Linked DNA regions of Mus musculus: region 1 is linked to region 2. The links are chromatin contacts, called in public promoter capture Hi-C maps. All regions are on one chromosome and are shown on one strand. The core of a region is the stretch at or near the end of the contact, and the rest is flanking DNA. Distances in the headings are between cores, read along the strand shown. Region 1 holds the start of Tnfsf15 (tumor necrosis factor (ligand) superfamily, member 15). Region 2 holds the start of Orm1 (orosomucoid 1).

Region 1 (6,821 bases), core at 2,085-4,584, 400 kb before region 2:
CTTCATAGGATTCGGTTACTTGCAGTTTCAGGCATCTGGCAGAGAGGTATGCAAACATACTCCCTGTGGACAAGAGGGGACTGCTACATGAGCTTTGTGAAAGTGGGTTTTCTTTTTAACCTACCTTCTGCTGTTTCATTGGTGAGTGCATTTGTTCCTTCTTTAGAGACAAGCTGATTACCATGTGCCTTTGAATCCTTTGAGAATGCAGAAAATAAGAAATACTTAGACCCACTGAAATAAATGTTTATGTTACCCAAGAGGACTTTAAAGATGGCAAGCAAACACACAAAAAGATAATTACATCATCAGTCACTATATCATGATGTTACTACTTCAAACCTATCAGAATAGCTAAAACATGCTGGGCATGGAGGTACAAACTTTTAGTCCTAGCACTCGGGAGACAGAGACAAGCAGATCTCTGTGAGTACAAGGCCAGCCTGGTCTACATAGTGATTTTTAGGGTTTGAGGGCTACACAGAGAAACTGTGTCTCAACGCAGAAAAAAAAATGGTTAAACCAGAGCTAGGGAGATGGCTTAGCGAGTAAAGGATGCATCCTAAGCATGAGGAACTGACTTCAAATTCCCAGAACTCATAGATAGCCAGGTGTGGTGGTGCACATCTGTAATCCTGGGACTTCTACAGGGAAATAGGAGGCAGAGGAAGGAGAATCCCCAGATGTTCTCAGGCCAGCTAGGCTGGCCTAGAAAAACAAGGTATCACTATCTGAAACAAAGTAGACAGCAAGGACTGATATCCAAGGTTGTCCGCTGATCTATGCATACATATATCCTATACACACATGCACATACTGTGGTACATGTCACACCATATATTCACACATACCGTGGTAACATGTGTATACCTAAACATTATATGCATACACACATCGCATACATACCTGTGGCATACACACACACATGATAGAAATAAAAATGGCTAAAATAAAAACAAGTGATAATACCAAGTTCTGAAATGACTTTTGGATCTCTGTCATGTTGCTGATAAAAATAAAATGGTCTCTGAAGCAACTACAGCACGTTCTTACACAAAGAGCATGTGCTCAACAAACAGCCCAACAGTGCCGCTCTTGGTCACTGATGTCAAAGAAATAAAAGTGAGTTTGCACAAAGACCTGTACATGAATATTCATAACAGTTTCATGCATAATAGCTAGACATAATTCAAATGCCCTTCAGTGGGTAAGGTTAAACAAATTGGAACATCTGTACCCTAGTAGAGCTCTCTGTCATTAAAAGAAATGTTAAGTAACAATGGCAAAGATCTGGGAGAATCGCAAAGATCCATTTCTTAGTAGGTTTGCTACCTCAAGCATGGATAAGCAGGGGCCATAAAAGCTACCCTTTGATGGAATTCACCTCAACAGTTGTTAGTTATGAATCAAGTACCCATTGCCAAGCCAGGAGGAACATCTGCATGACTTAGCACCTTCCCTCCCAGCTTTGATGGCGGTCCAATGGAAGTGACAGAAAGAGCCAAGCCAAGTCAGAGCATTTGGTGACAGAGAAGATGGGATGCCTCGAAAGCATTGAGGATAGTATCACTCCCAGCTGGAGGGAAGGGATGCAGCAAAGGAGGAATAGGGGAATGGGGAGAGAAATCAGAAGCTTCCCCAGCAGAGAAAACACCGTGGGTGAGCATTAGACTGTAGAGGACTGGAGAATCTACATCTTGGGAACATAGGAAAGGTGAGTCTGGGCCCCGGGGAGGATTGACAGCAGGTAGTGTCCAGGCCAAGGGCTTTCCGAAATACTGAGAGGAACTGGGTTGTGTTCAAGAATAGGGGCCACCAAACAGGGACATGCCATGGGCTACTCTAGGTGCCTGGTTTCTTTATTCTTTCTCCTCACCTCTCTTTTTTTTTTATTATTTAGTCCTTCCTTCCTTCCTTCCTTCCTTCCTTCCTTCCTTCTTTTCTTCCTTCATTCTGCATGTATATGTGCCACAGTGTACATGTAGAAGCCAGAGGACAATGTGTCAGGTCTCTCTCTCTCTATGTGGATTTCCAGTATTAAAGCCAAACCATCAGGCTTGGCAAGAAGCACTTGCGCCTGCTGAGCCAGCTCACAGGCCATGGATTCCTAATTGCTGTAGACCACCTTTATACAGGGTCCTCTATGCTTCTCTGGTGTCACCCCTCCCCACCTCCAAGACTGAATTCAAGCCCCACCTCCTCTTCCAGAAGGGGATTCAGTCCTCCAAATGGAGGCAGAGAGATCTCAGTGAGTTTGACGTCAACTTGGTCTACCTATTGAGTTTCAGGACAGCCAAAACAACATAGTAAGACCTTGTATTTAAAAAAAAAAAAAAGAAGAAGAAGAAGAAGAGGAAGGAGAAGTGGGGGAGGAAGAAGGGAAATGAAAGAGAAAATAGAAAAAGAAAGAATGAGAAAAAGAAAAGCAGTTGTCTCAGGATGAAATAAGTCGATAATAAGTCAATTGATATTTGCCTCCCAGCATTGGGTTAAAAAGCAAGTGTTTAGTGAATGCTAGCACATATCAGCTGCCATGCCCTCTCCCATCCACAGCCAACATAGGCAAGGTAAACCACTGGCATTAAGTTAACTTTGGGACAAAGGAGTACAGAAGCCTATGTCATTATCTCTCTGACAGTCACTTCTAACTACAATCACAACCAGATACTCTCTGCTGGAACATAAATAACCTTATGTTTCACAGGCTATGCCCATGTCTAATTGTAACTTAAAATGGACATCTTCCTGGCTCTGCTCTCTTCCATCCAGAATGACGTAGGGCGGGTACCTTTCTGACTGTCAGTACTTCCATCTATAGAATGACAGGGAGATAAGACGGTTTGTGGCGCTTGGCAAGGGGCTGATGTGAACGTGATTTCCATTTCCTGTTGCAAGCCACACACCTCCTAGTCCCTCACTTTCACTTCCAGAAGGAACACACTTCCCAGACCAGCTCGGCTGGCTGCAGTCCAGGGCAGGAGCAGGTACATTTTAATTTGCCCCACCCATTGACTTAATGTATTCTTGATCTCCTCCTCCAGGGACTTTCCTGACTTCCTTCTGTAAATGAAGGAAAGAGCACATGAGCATACTGTACATAAATATGCTTGGGAAAGCTTTCTCCTTCTCCTTCTTCTTCTTCTTTTTTTTTTTTTTTTTCTTAAACCAAACTTGGTTTCTGTTGTAGGCGGCGCATTCCCTAGCCGGGCAGGGCAGGCTGCAGAGGGCTGTCAGAGGGAGGGGAGAGTAAAAAAGGGAGGAGAGGACAGTCATTAACTCACTCAGTGTGACAGCTGCTCTCTTATTTAATGGGGGGCTCTCTGGTCAGAAGGGATCAGAAGTCTCTCCAAGACAGCAGAAGGATGGCAGAGGAGCTGGGGTTGGGCTTCGGAGAAGGAGTCCCAGTGGAAGTGCTGCCGGAAGGCTGTAGACACAGGCCAGAGGCCAGGGCCGGGCTAGCTGCCAGGAGCAAAGCCTGCCTGGCTCTCACCTGCTGCCTGTTGTCATTTCCCATCCTCGCAGGACTTAGCACCCTCCTAATGGCTGGCCAGCTCCGGGTCCCCGGAAAAGACTGTATGCTTCGGGTAAGTAAACTTGCTCCTGCTTAGACAATCAGTGGTCTCTCTGCAGGCAGCTGTGTATTCCAGTTTGGGACAGAGCCATTCATGGATAGCGCTGGTGGCTCCCCTGTACAAAGCAAATACAGACCGGGGGGTGAGAGGTGGAAAGGTCCCATCTGGTTCTTAACTTTGCACTTCCAGGGAATTGAATTGTTTCATCTCATGTTTGTGCAAGAATAACTTCACACTCCATATACTCTTTTTTTGTTTTTGTTTTTAGATCATTATAATTACAGTGCGGCAATACTTTGGAAAACATTCCTTTTTCCTTAAACAAAAAGCTCTTAAATTTAATTACATAATGCATGATTATTGAGGGGAAAAAACATAGAGGTGTAAACTATTAGTGAACTAAAATATATAATGCCTTTCTATTTATATTGGAGGATGATTCTGAGATTTCTACATAGTATGAAATTGTTTCTATGGCAATGACCCCACGGCAGTATGATGTATGGATGACTATATTATGTTCTTATACGTGTGTGATAAAATTTACTTAACCAGCTCCTCTTCTTGGATTTAGAAATATTTTTCAGTGCTCAATTAAGAACATACTGACCCTGAGATTTTGCTGGGACTAGAAAGAAGGTTAGCCACCACAGGGGTATAGGGGTGGCACTCAGAGAATGAGGGGGGCAAATATCCAAGCGGTGACAAAGCCAAGGCTGAGGACACCCAGGAAGGATCTGAAAGGTCAATGTGTGTTATTTAAAGAATATTCCTCAGGGGGAAATATCTGACATAGTCTGTAGTGACTGATTCTACTTTAGTCCCAAAGATTAAGGACTAAAAGCAAAAATAGGCAGCCTAATTAGAAACCTGGTCTCTAGTCAATCCTGGGCAATTTCCACTCTGTGGCTAATGTGTAACTCCTGCCACTCCATCAGGGTCAACAAACTGTGATTCAGGCAGCCACGTGTCATGGTTTATACAGTGTAGACATGTGCAGATAGACTAGGAAGGCTGCTTATGTTAGAAGGGACCTGTAGGGTATTAGAAAATGGGAGGTCAGGCTATGACCCCAGAAAAGCACACACACACACATACACACACACACACACACACACACACACACACACACACACACACACACCAGACTGAGGCACTTCAGGGAATACTCAACTCATACGGAGAGAGCTGTTGTTGAACACTGTATTATTAAGTGGCCTCCAGCAATCTGTGCCTCCTTGGACTCTGGAGGGATTCCTGACATACAGTTGGATCCTATTACTCGAGATGCTGTCTACAATCCCCATGTTGGCCGAAGCCAGACAAGGTCATCTAGGTACAGTCCAGAAAAGGGAATTGGCAGGGGGAAATGACCCAACAGGGAGACTCATAAAGAAGGTGCTGGGTGCCATCACAAACCACAACACCCGAGTCCCCTCCTCACAATCCCGACTCAGATGCCTTAGGTATGAGCCACATTGATACCTAATGCTCCCATCCCACCACGAAGAAAACCATCTTGCTGGAGGGGAGACACAGAGGAGCTTGAGGTTGTTGCTTAACCAGACTACAGGACATCTCAGCTTCCAAACAGAATAGTAAAGGGGCTGAGACTGGGATGCCTGGAGAGATGCAGGTCCTGAGAAGCAGCAGCTGGCCACTCAAGGCAAGTTCTTAAGGGAGAAAAATATTTATGAAACAGCTTGTAGGGGCTTAAATGGGGGCCCTGATTGCTATGCGCAGATAGAAGGAACACAGAACAGCTGGGAACATCCAGGATCAGTGGCCTGAGAAGCTGCTACCACCAATTCCTTGGGACTGGGTAAAAGGAGTTTTAAAACAGCAGTTCCCACCCTGTGGGTCACCACCTGCACAGCGGTAGCGTATCAGATATCCTGCATATCAGATAGTAGAATAATGATTTATAACCTCAGCAAAAGTTTCAGTTATGAAGTAGCAACAGAATAATTTTATGGTTGGGGGGGGCTCACCACAAGATGAGGGGCTGTATTAAAGGGTCACAACATTAGGAATGTGGAGGGGCACTATTTTTGGAGTTTGTTTTAGAGTTCGTAGGATACTAACTCTCAGAAAGGGCCTCACTGGAGGATACAAAAGTTTGGACAGAAAAAAGTACCAGCAGAGGGGACAGTAATCACCGACCATTTTCCCCTCCAGACCTTTGATCTCAATCACCAGACTCAAGTAAAACTCATGGCTCAAGGAAGCCAGGCAGCACTCATGCTAAGAGGTTAACTTCGCCAGGAAGGAGCCATGCTGAGAAGGGCAGAGGTGGAACTGGGGGTGAGGTATCCTAAAAGAGAATTACTGACTCAGAGGAGAGGGCAGAATGTGAGATCCAAGGAGGGGCAATTGGGCTAAAATGAAGTTCTCTGGTTGGCTCAGCCATTTTTGGCCAAGTGACAAACAGGCTCCTGGTTTCATGTCTTTGAGCTGTTTCTTTTTCTGCCAAAGAGGGCGTTTCTGTCAGCATGCTGACATTATTAACGAGACACGTGCAGGAACATTTTGTATGTCTGGAATGTGGCTAAACCGCATGTCCCGGGATCCTGAGGTATGACTGGCACTCTATGCTAGGTACCAGACAACCACCAGGGAAACTTGACCCTGAGCCTCAAGGGGCTTCGAGGTTGATATACGGCACTGAAAAGGGAGCTGTGGGAAGTCCTGGTGTTCCCTCACCTAGCCATGGAGCAAGGGTGACACAGCTCTAAGAAGCTTTATGCACAAGTCCAGGAAGGCACCTGTGAAATAAAAACTGTTCCGGAGGTCCCCGTCAAAGACTACTTTTGATTTAGAAGTAAGCCATTCCTTTGTTTTGCAGATAGGAAAACTGAGTGGAGAAGGGGATGAAGGTACTTCCCTAAGCCTGTACCTCTAGTCAGAGGCAAATTCAAGCTTAAAACCAGACAGCCTGAGCCCCCTGCTCTGTCTTCTGACCACGGTGCTCATTCACACTGCAGTAGGTTCTAGATCTCTCGCTACAAGAAGAGAACTTTCAGTAGTGCCATGGAGGAAAGTCAGGGCCACTACCAGTACCCCCATGCCAGCCCAGTGAGGAGTTTCAGAGATCAAATCTACTACAGCACTCTCAGAATCACCCACCCACCTAGGACACATAGCTCATCAGGAAATTAGAGCTACTGGGGGTGCCGGGGGAATCAGAGAGGTGGCCTGGCACCCTTATGCCAAGGAAATATAATTGAAAATAAAATTGTCTCCCAACCC
Region 2 (6,814 bases), core at 509-3,008:
CCGCAGCTCCGGGGTGATATCTGGCCTTTTGGCTGCAATGGAGAAGGGAGTATGGTTTATTGGGTATCAGTCTAGCAGAAGGGAGGCCAGGTAGGGGTGGGGATGTTGGTGGGTGACCAAGAGTAAGGCCCAGTGCAATTGTGGACCTCAGCTCTGAGGTGCTTACCATAGAGGGACAGTCCCCGTTTCTTCTCATCCTTGAGGTCAAAGGCAAGCATGAAGGCCCCATGTTTCCTCAGCACTATAAGGTGGGCAAAGGTTTCTACTCCTCCTTCTGCAGGAGGAAGGTCTTTGTGAGTCACTAGAATGATGCTGTAGTCTTATCCCCAAGGGAAGGAAGCACATAGCTATGGGCAAGTGCCTGGGGCTGCCATGTTTTCAGACTCTGCTGAATGCAAGCCTCACTTCTCATTCTTCGTAGTTATGGGATGGCTGGGGCCTTGGAAAGGGCCCTTGGTGGTGTGGTGGTGGGGCATAGTTTACACTTCCTCTTAAACATTAAAACTTCTGCTCAGGGACAATTAAAACATAAGAGTGTCTGATCTGGCTCACTAGCATTGGATTGCCCTCCTACATGCTGTCGCTGGTGACATGGGTGTGTGGCTGAAGTCACTGGCTTCCCAACCCATGGGTTTCCCCTCTGAGCTCACAAAAGATCATAAGAATGGCCAAAGCAAGTCTGGCCTGGGAGCTGGACTTTGGGTTGAAATCTGCTTCCACTTACAAGCCTCAGAGAGTGACTTCACAGAAAAACTGCCCTGTTCTGCTGCCCCATCAGACCCTGGCAATACCCTCTCAGAAAGCAGTGTTTCACACCCTCACCATACTTGGAGAAGGTCCCATTTTCTCTCTGGAATCCTAGATGGGTGGAGTTATAGACACACTGGTCACCTCTAAAGAGAAAAGAAAGTGGACAACTGAGGAAGAGGTGATCTGACCAGGCCAGGGTAGGGAAGGGGCAAGAGGCAAGTAGACAAGACAGCTGTCCCCATTCCTGAAGGTGGGTGGGGATGCCAGGCAGAGCCAGTTTGTTCAGGTCTCTAGGCATCCAGGAGTGTAGTTAAGGACTGGGGTGGGTGGACTGGCTGTTTCAAGTACTCACATTGTTTGAGACTCCCGAAGCTCTATTGTGTCGTTTATCAAGTTGGTGGTAAGGTAAAAAAATTCACTCTGCATTGTTTGAATTGCCTGCCTGTACTCGAGTTTTCTGAAAGCTGCACCCATGAAAAACCATTTGTCAGAGAGCTGGGGAGAAGCAGGCAAACAGATGAGCAGGGCTTGTAATATGTACCTTGTTAGCAAGTCTTGATTAGTGGCAGGCAAGCAATGACTTCTGAACCATACATGGGTAAACTGAAGCTCCAGACCAGAATCCCATGGGCAACTCAAAAATCAGCCATCCTACTGCTCTGTCCCTTGCTGAGAGACCTCAGAGTGATGCTTCGGAGTTTGGAGGCAGGGAGATGCCACCAGGTCTCCAGGAGAGGCAAGGGCATTACCAGGAGCACAGAGATGAGCACAGACATCAGGGAAGGGAAAGCCCAGAGGAAAGAGTAGCCTCCTACAGTGAACAGGTCCAGGCCCGGGGCAGGCACTTACCCAGCTCAGGGTCTCATTGGTGATAGGTTCGCCTATGGTGAAGTTGGCATGTTCTGGGTTCTGAGCTTCCAACATCGGCAGAAGGCTCAATATGATAAGAACCGTGTGCAGCGCCATGCTGAGGGCACTCAGAGCCACCAGGCCTGGGAAAAGATCATTGGTGTTTGGATGGTGCAGCAACATTTATGACACGATGTGGGGAGGGCATGGGACTGAAGCCAGGGACAGTAGAGCTGTGGCACAATCTCACCAGCACTTGGGAAATGTCTTGCGCAAAATGTTCCCTCAAGCCAGCTTTATGCAGCTCCCTCAACCTACTGGTCCTGACACAGGCTCCTGCCGTACACCAGAGTGGCTGATTCATGGTCAAGGTATGTACATCGCTAGCCTGATGATACTTAGGTCCCAGACAGTGGTCCCACCCCTCTTTTATCCCATGGAGCTGCCTAGCAGGAGTGAAACCTACACATACATCAACCTCCCAAGTGTGCTATGAAGGAGCCCCAAGTCAGGGTTCATAGTGAACTTAGAAGACACTTAGGGGCTCAAGTTCAGGGCCAAGAACACAGATGGATTAGTTTCCAAAGGAGTGTGATGTTCCTGGGGACTTCTTCCCAGCCCTGAAGGCAGCCAAGTGCCCAGCAAAGGGGTGAATCTGAGATAAACATCTAGTTCAGCAAAGCTCCCAGTATCTACAGCAGGAAAGGATCTGCCTAGGACAGTGTGTGCCCAATCCAGGGTCTGTGCCCATCATCCAGAAAATATCTGGTTCTCATTCCTGCCTGATCTTTGTCTACATAATGAACACTCTCGAAAAGTATTGCAGGGACAGGCCTGGTGACTCCTGCTGAGGCACAGAGACGAGCTTGAGATTACAGTGAGCTGCTTCAAAACATCAATACAGCAAACATGTTAGAACACGCTCACAGTTTCATGATCTATTTCCTGTGTCCTCCACAAGTTCTCATGTTTCAGTGTAGTCAGGGTTATGTTTTAATGATACATAACTTGTCATTCACTTACTGTGTTCTAATTTCATTACAACCCCTCTTTAACCTGTGGCATTTCTATTGTGTGTTTCCTTTTCTGATATGTGTCAGAGCAACATATTGCCTTTAAAAATTAGTCTACCAACAGAAAGGAAAACAAAACAACACATGAGTCACCTCCAGTATCATGTGTGTAAATGTTTCTAATGGCATTATTCAAAGTAGCCACAAACTCCAAGCTCTTAAGTGCCTATTACCAGAAAAATGAGAAATGGGTTGTGACATTTCATGCAAAGATGGTGTTGCTTAGCAACAGAGAGAAATGAACAACTGATAGATTTGACCATACAAATGCAGCTCGACAACATTATTGCCAGCAGATCGCCCAGAGGTGGGGTTGTATGAGCCTGTTTACTGGGCGTTCTAGAGGCTCCAGACTAATTGTAATGATATTAATCAAGTCATTGACAGTGATCACCTAGGGCAAAAGGAAGGGGCCACAGATGGTCCTGAGAGCCCCCTGCCGTGGAGTGGGCTGTACAGGGCCTAGGAGAACTTGCTGAGCTGGAGACCCAAAACATATGTGTTTTGTTGTATCTATACAGTCTTAAGAAAGTTTAATCTCTTCTCAGAGCAGAAAAAGCATAACCATGAGGAGTCCAAAAGCACCAATGATATGTTCTGTCCCAAGTTAGCAGTGCGCCAGATATCATAATCTCTCTGTTTGTGCCTCTCTCTGTCTCTGTTCTCTCTCTTATACACACACACACACACACACACACACACACACACACACACACACACACACCTGTACTGGTACACACTGGCAGCTTTGTTAGACAACATTTACGTTCGTTCATCTATGGAAGGCTGGTTCTGATAGCAAAGTGTGTAGTCTAATCTCTCAGTACTGCCACAGGGGAGTGATTTGCCTGTGGTCAACATGTGACTTCCAAAGTGGCTTCAGGGCGTGAAGGAGGTTTGAGAGAGCCTAGAGGTAAGACAGGGCAAGTGGATTAGACTCTGATTCCTCCTGCTTTGCATAAACACAATGGACTGTTTCAGGAAGGGCTCTTGCTTCAGGTAATGACAAAAGTCCATGTTCTTACAAAGTAGGCTGTGGAAATTTTCCAGAGTTGAGACCAGGAATTTATGCAACATGCTGAGAACCGGCTTGACTGTGGCTGTCACACTCTCAGGCTGAGGACACACAAAGTAGATTCCTGACACTGACAACCGAAACCTGAGCACTAGCCTTGGAAATAGTTTCTAGTTGTACAAAACTTAAGGACAAGATATGATGCATGATATTAACACTCCAAATGCATACTTTAATTTTTTGTTTGTTTTCATTCATTCATTCATTCATTCACCTTACATCCTGACCCTGTGGATCATCTTCTCCCTCCTCTCCTCCCAACCCCCTTGCTTTCTCTTCAGAAAGAGGAGACCTCTGACAGATACCAACCTGGCCTGGCATATCCAATTGCAGTGGGAGTAGGTCATGTTCTTTTATTGAGGTTAGACTAGGCAGCCCAGTTGAGGGAAAGGGATCCAAAGGCAGGCAAGAGAGTCAGAATCAGCCCCTGCTCCTAGTGCTAGAGGCCCTGAATGGTCAGCTCCTGTAACCAGTCAAGATTCCCAATGGAGGGATGGGGACACCAACTCAACCATAAAACCTTCCACCCATGATTTTTTTTCTGCCTACAAAATGTCTGTGGATAAAGAGGGAGCCAAAATTAGGGGAATGGCCAACGGATGACTGGCCCAACTTGAGACCCATGCCAGGAGAGAAAGCCCACCCTGGCACTGTTAAGGATATTCACCTATACTTGCAGACAGGTATAGCATGTAGTTTTTAGCTACCCCACATATGATCCTGGGAAGGCTGCACTATCAGCCATCTGCTCAGGGTCTCTTTGGATCCTTGGATGAAAGACACACAGGAATTAGCTTGTCTTTAACATGCTTTACTGGCTCAGTGGCTGGGCACTTCTAAGCCTCCCAAGGCTAGCGTATCCTTACCTCCAGTACTCCTGGCTAAACACCTTCCAAATCTACCTTTAACTGCTTGATTACCTTCTGTGATGCCCATTGGTCTTTGCTGCCCAAGACACTTCTGAGCTGCCCTTTCATGGGTCGCTTTCCCTTCTGTCTATGTTTTAGATGATCTTCCCTGAAGCTCTGAGTCTGTTCCATCTCTCTCCCCCGCAAGTACAACGACCTCCTCTCTCCCTGCGTCTTAGCCTGAGCAATTCTAAGGGTCCCACCCTGTCTCCCTTTTCCCATCCATTAGCCGCTGGCATTTTTATTGATCCATCGAAAGCCAGTTGGGGACAAGGACCTTCAGCGTCAGTACATGCAGATTCCCTATAAAAGCGTCAGAATCCCTCCTCTACAGGCACAAGCCTAGCACAACTGTCATCTGAGAGGCTTCACCCAGCAGCTGATGGAAACAGATACAGAGACTCACAAACATTAGGCAGAGCTCTGGGAATCTTTTAGAAGAGGGGAGGAAAGATTGAAGGAGCCAGAGAGGCCAAGGACACCACAAGGAAACCTGCAGAATCAACTCACCTGGGCCCACTGGGGCTCCTAGAGACTGCACCGCCAACCGGAGAGCATGCAGGGGGCTGACCTAGGCACCCTACACATATGTAACAGGTGTGCAGTTTGGTTTTCATGTGGGACAACCAAACATATACTTTATAATACCAGCTTTATTTACACACTTTTGCTTCAGAACATTAAGATCTCTAGAACGCTGATCCACGGGTCTCCACTGGTTCAAGAGCAGGAATCCAATGGGTAGCCTGCATGGGCAAGAGTGACTTTGAGGAAAATACTGTTTCTTTCCTCAGAAAGGGTGTGTGGTTCTTGCTGTCATCGTGGTCACTTAGGCTGCCCCTTGGGGTCTGACCACCCATGTGATTTCTCCAAGGACACCTAGCACCTTGCATCTGCCCTCCAGGGACTCTTAAGCACCTTAGAAACTGAAAGTCTTGTCCTTCCTGTGTCTCCATCTGTCCCTGGCACAGTGGTTAAAGTCTGCAAGATTTTATCGAAAGGACCCAGATGTAGCTGTCTCTTGTGAGACTATGCCGGGGCCTAGCAAACACAGAAGTGGATGCTCACAGTCAGCTAATGGATGGATCACAGGGCTCCCAATGGAGGAGCTAGAGAAAGTACCCAAGGAGCTAAAGGGATCTGCAACCCTATAGGTGGAACAACATTATGAACTAACCAGTACCCCGGAGCTCTTGACTCTAGCTGCATATGTATCAAAAGATGGCCTAGTCGGCCATCACTGGAAAGAGAGGCCCATTGGACACGCAAACTTTATATGCCCCAGTACAGGGGAACGCCAGGGCCAAAAAGGGGGAGTGGGTGGGTAGGGGAGTGGGGGTGGGTGGGTATGGGGGACTTTTGGTATAGCATTGGAAATGTAAATGAGCTAAATACCTAATAAAAATGGAAAAAAAAAGGAGAGAGGGGGGAAAGGTCCCTGTGTGACCTTAGGCAATATACTTAACTTCTCTGTGCTTTATATCTCCATTTGTTATCACCACACTGACTGGGTTGTGAAGGAGATTCCATCAGTTCCTAACTGTAATATGTTTGTCCACTGACGGAGCAACCTTCACCATCAGCTCAATGGCACACTCAGATGAATAGGGGTAACAAAAAGAAAGAAGAGAAAGCCAGACCTGGCTTTGTCAATCACACTTCAAAGTCCACTTTTGAAGGCACTAAAATGCAAAAATATGCTGATCAAGAAAGTAAGATAGTTCTCCATTATATGGATGAAGAAACAACTGTTACAGAGAGGTTAATTGTGCTAGAGAAAGACAGGAGTGGAATGCAAGTGACATTACAGCTAAGATGTGAGGACCATTCTCAACCTCCTGCAGTGGCAGCAATGAGGAGAACTGCTGGTTCTAATTAGAACATATGGGTCAAGGCTGAGAAAACACCCCAAAGACTCCTGGGACAAGTCCAGACCCTCTTTGGAGATCTTGGCAACTTCCACATGACTGACCTCTGCGGACTCTAATCCCCTTGTCTGGAAGCTCATCACAGTATGCACACGTCTCTCAAGTCACACACCTGAGATGAAAGCATAACACATTTTTTACTGGTGCAAGGGGTGTGGCCGGTGAGCGGGAACCACCTCCTGCACTGTGAACGTGTATGGTACTATTCTTGGCTTGAACCATATGTGGCTG

The links. Promoter capture Hi-C pulls out the DNA fragments that hold promoters and counts their contacts.
Region 1: a contact with region 2 is called in a promoter capture Hi-C map of hippocampal neurons, with 3 times the contacts expected there. The contact joins the promoter of Tnfsf15 here to the promoter of Orm1 in region 2. A contact is called at or near these places in 3 of 39 promoter capture datasets (hippocampal neurons, liver and stem cell-derived epiblast-like cells) and 1 of 9 other capture datasets (adipose tissue).

What each region holds. Positions count from the first base shown.
Region 1 is chr4:63,741,572-63,748,392 of GRCm38.p6, reverse strand. It overlaps Tnfsf15 (tumor necrosis factor (ligand) superfamily, member 15), which reads left to right and starts at 3,334. Exons shown (of 4, transcript NM_177371.4): 1 at 3,334-3,584. The coding sequence starts at 3,363. Gm42294 (a long non-coding RNA gene) reads right to left here. Exons shown (of 5, transcript XR_881353.3): 3 at 3,282-3,687.
Region 2 is chr4:63,339,500-63,346,313 of GRCm38.p6, reverse strand. It overlaps Orm1 (orosomucoid 1), which reads right to left and starts at 1,758. Exons shown (of 6, transcript NM_008768.2): 1 at 1,600-1,758; 2 at 1,103-1,245; 3 at 823-893; 4 at 167-274; 5 at 1-32. The coding sequence starts at 1,716. Gm52743 (a long non-coding RNA gene) reads left to right here and starts at 1,707. Exons shown (of 3, transcript XR_003955430.1): 1 at 1,707-1,970.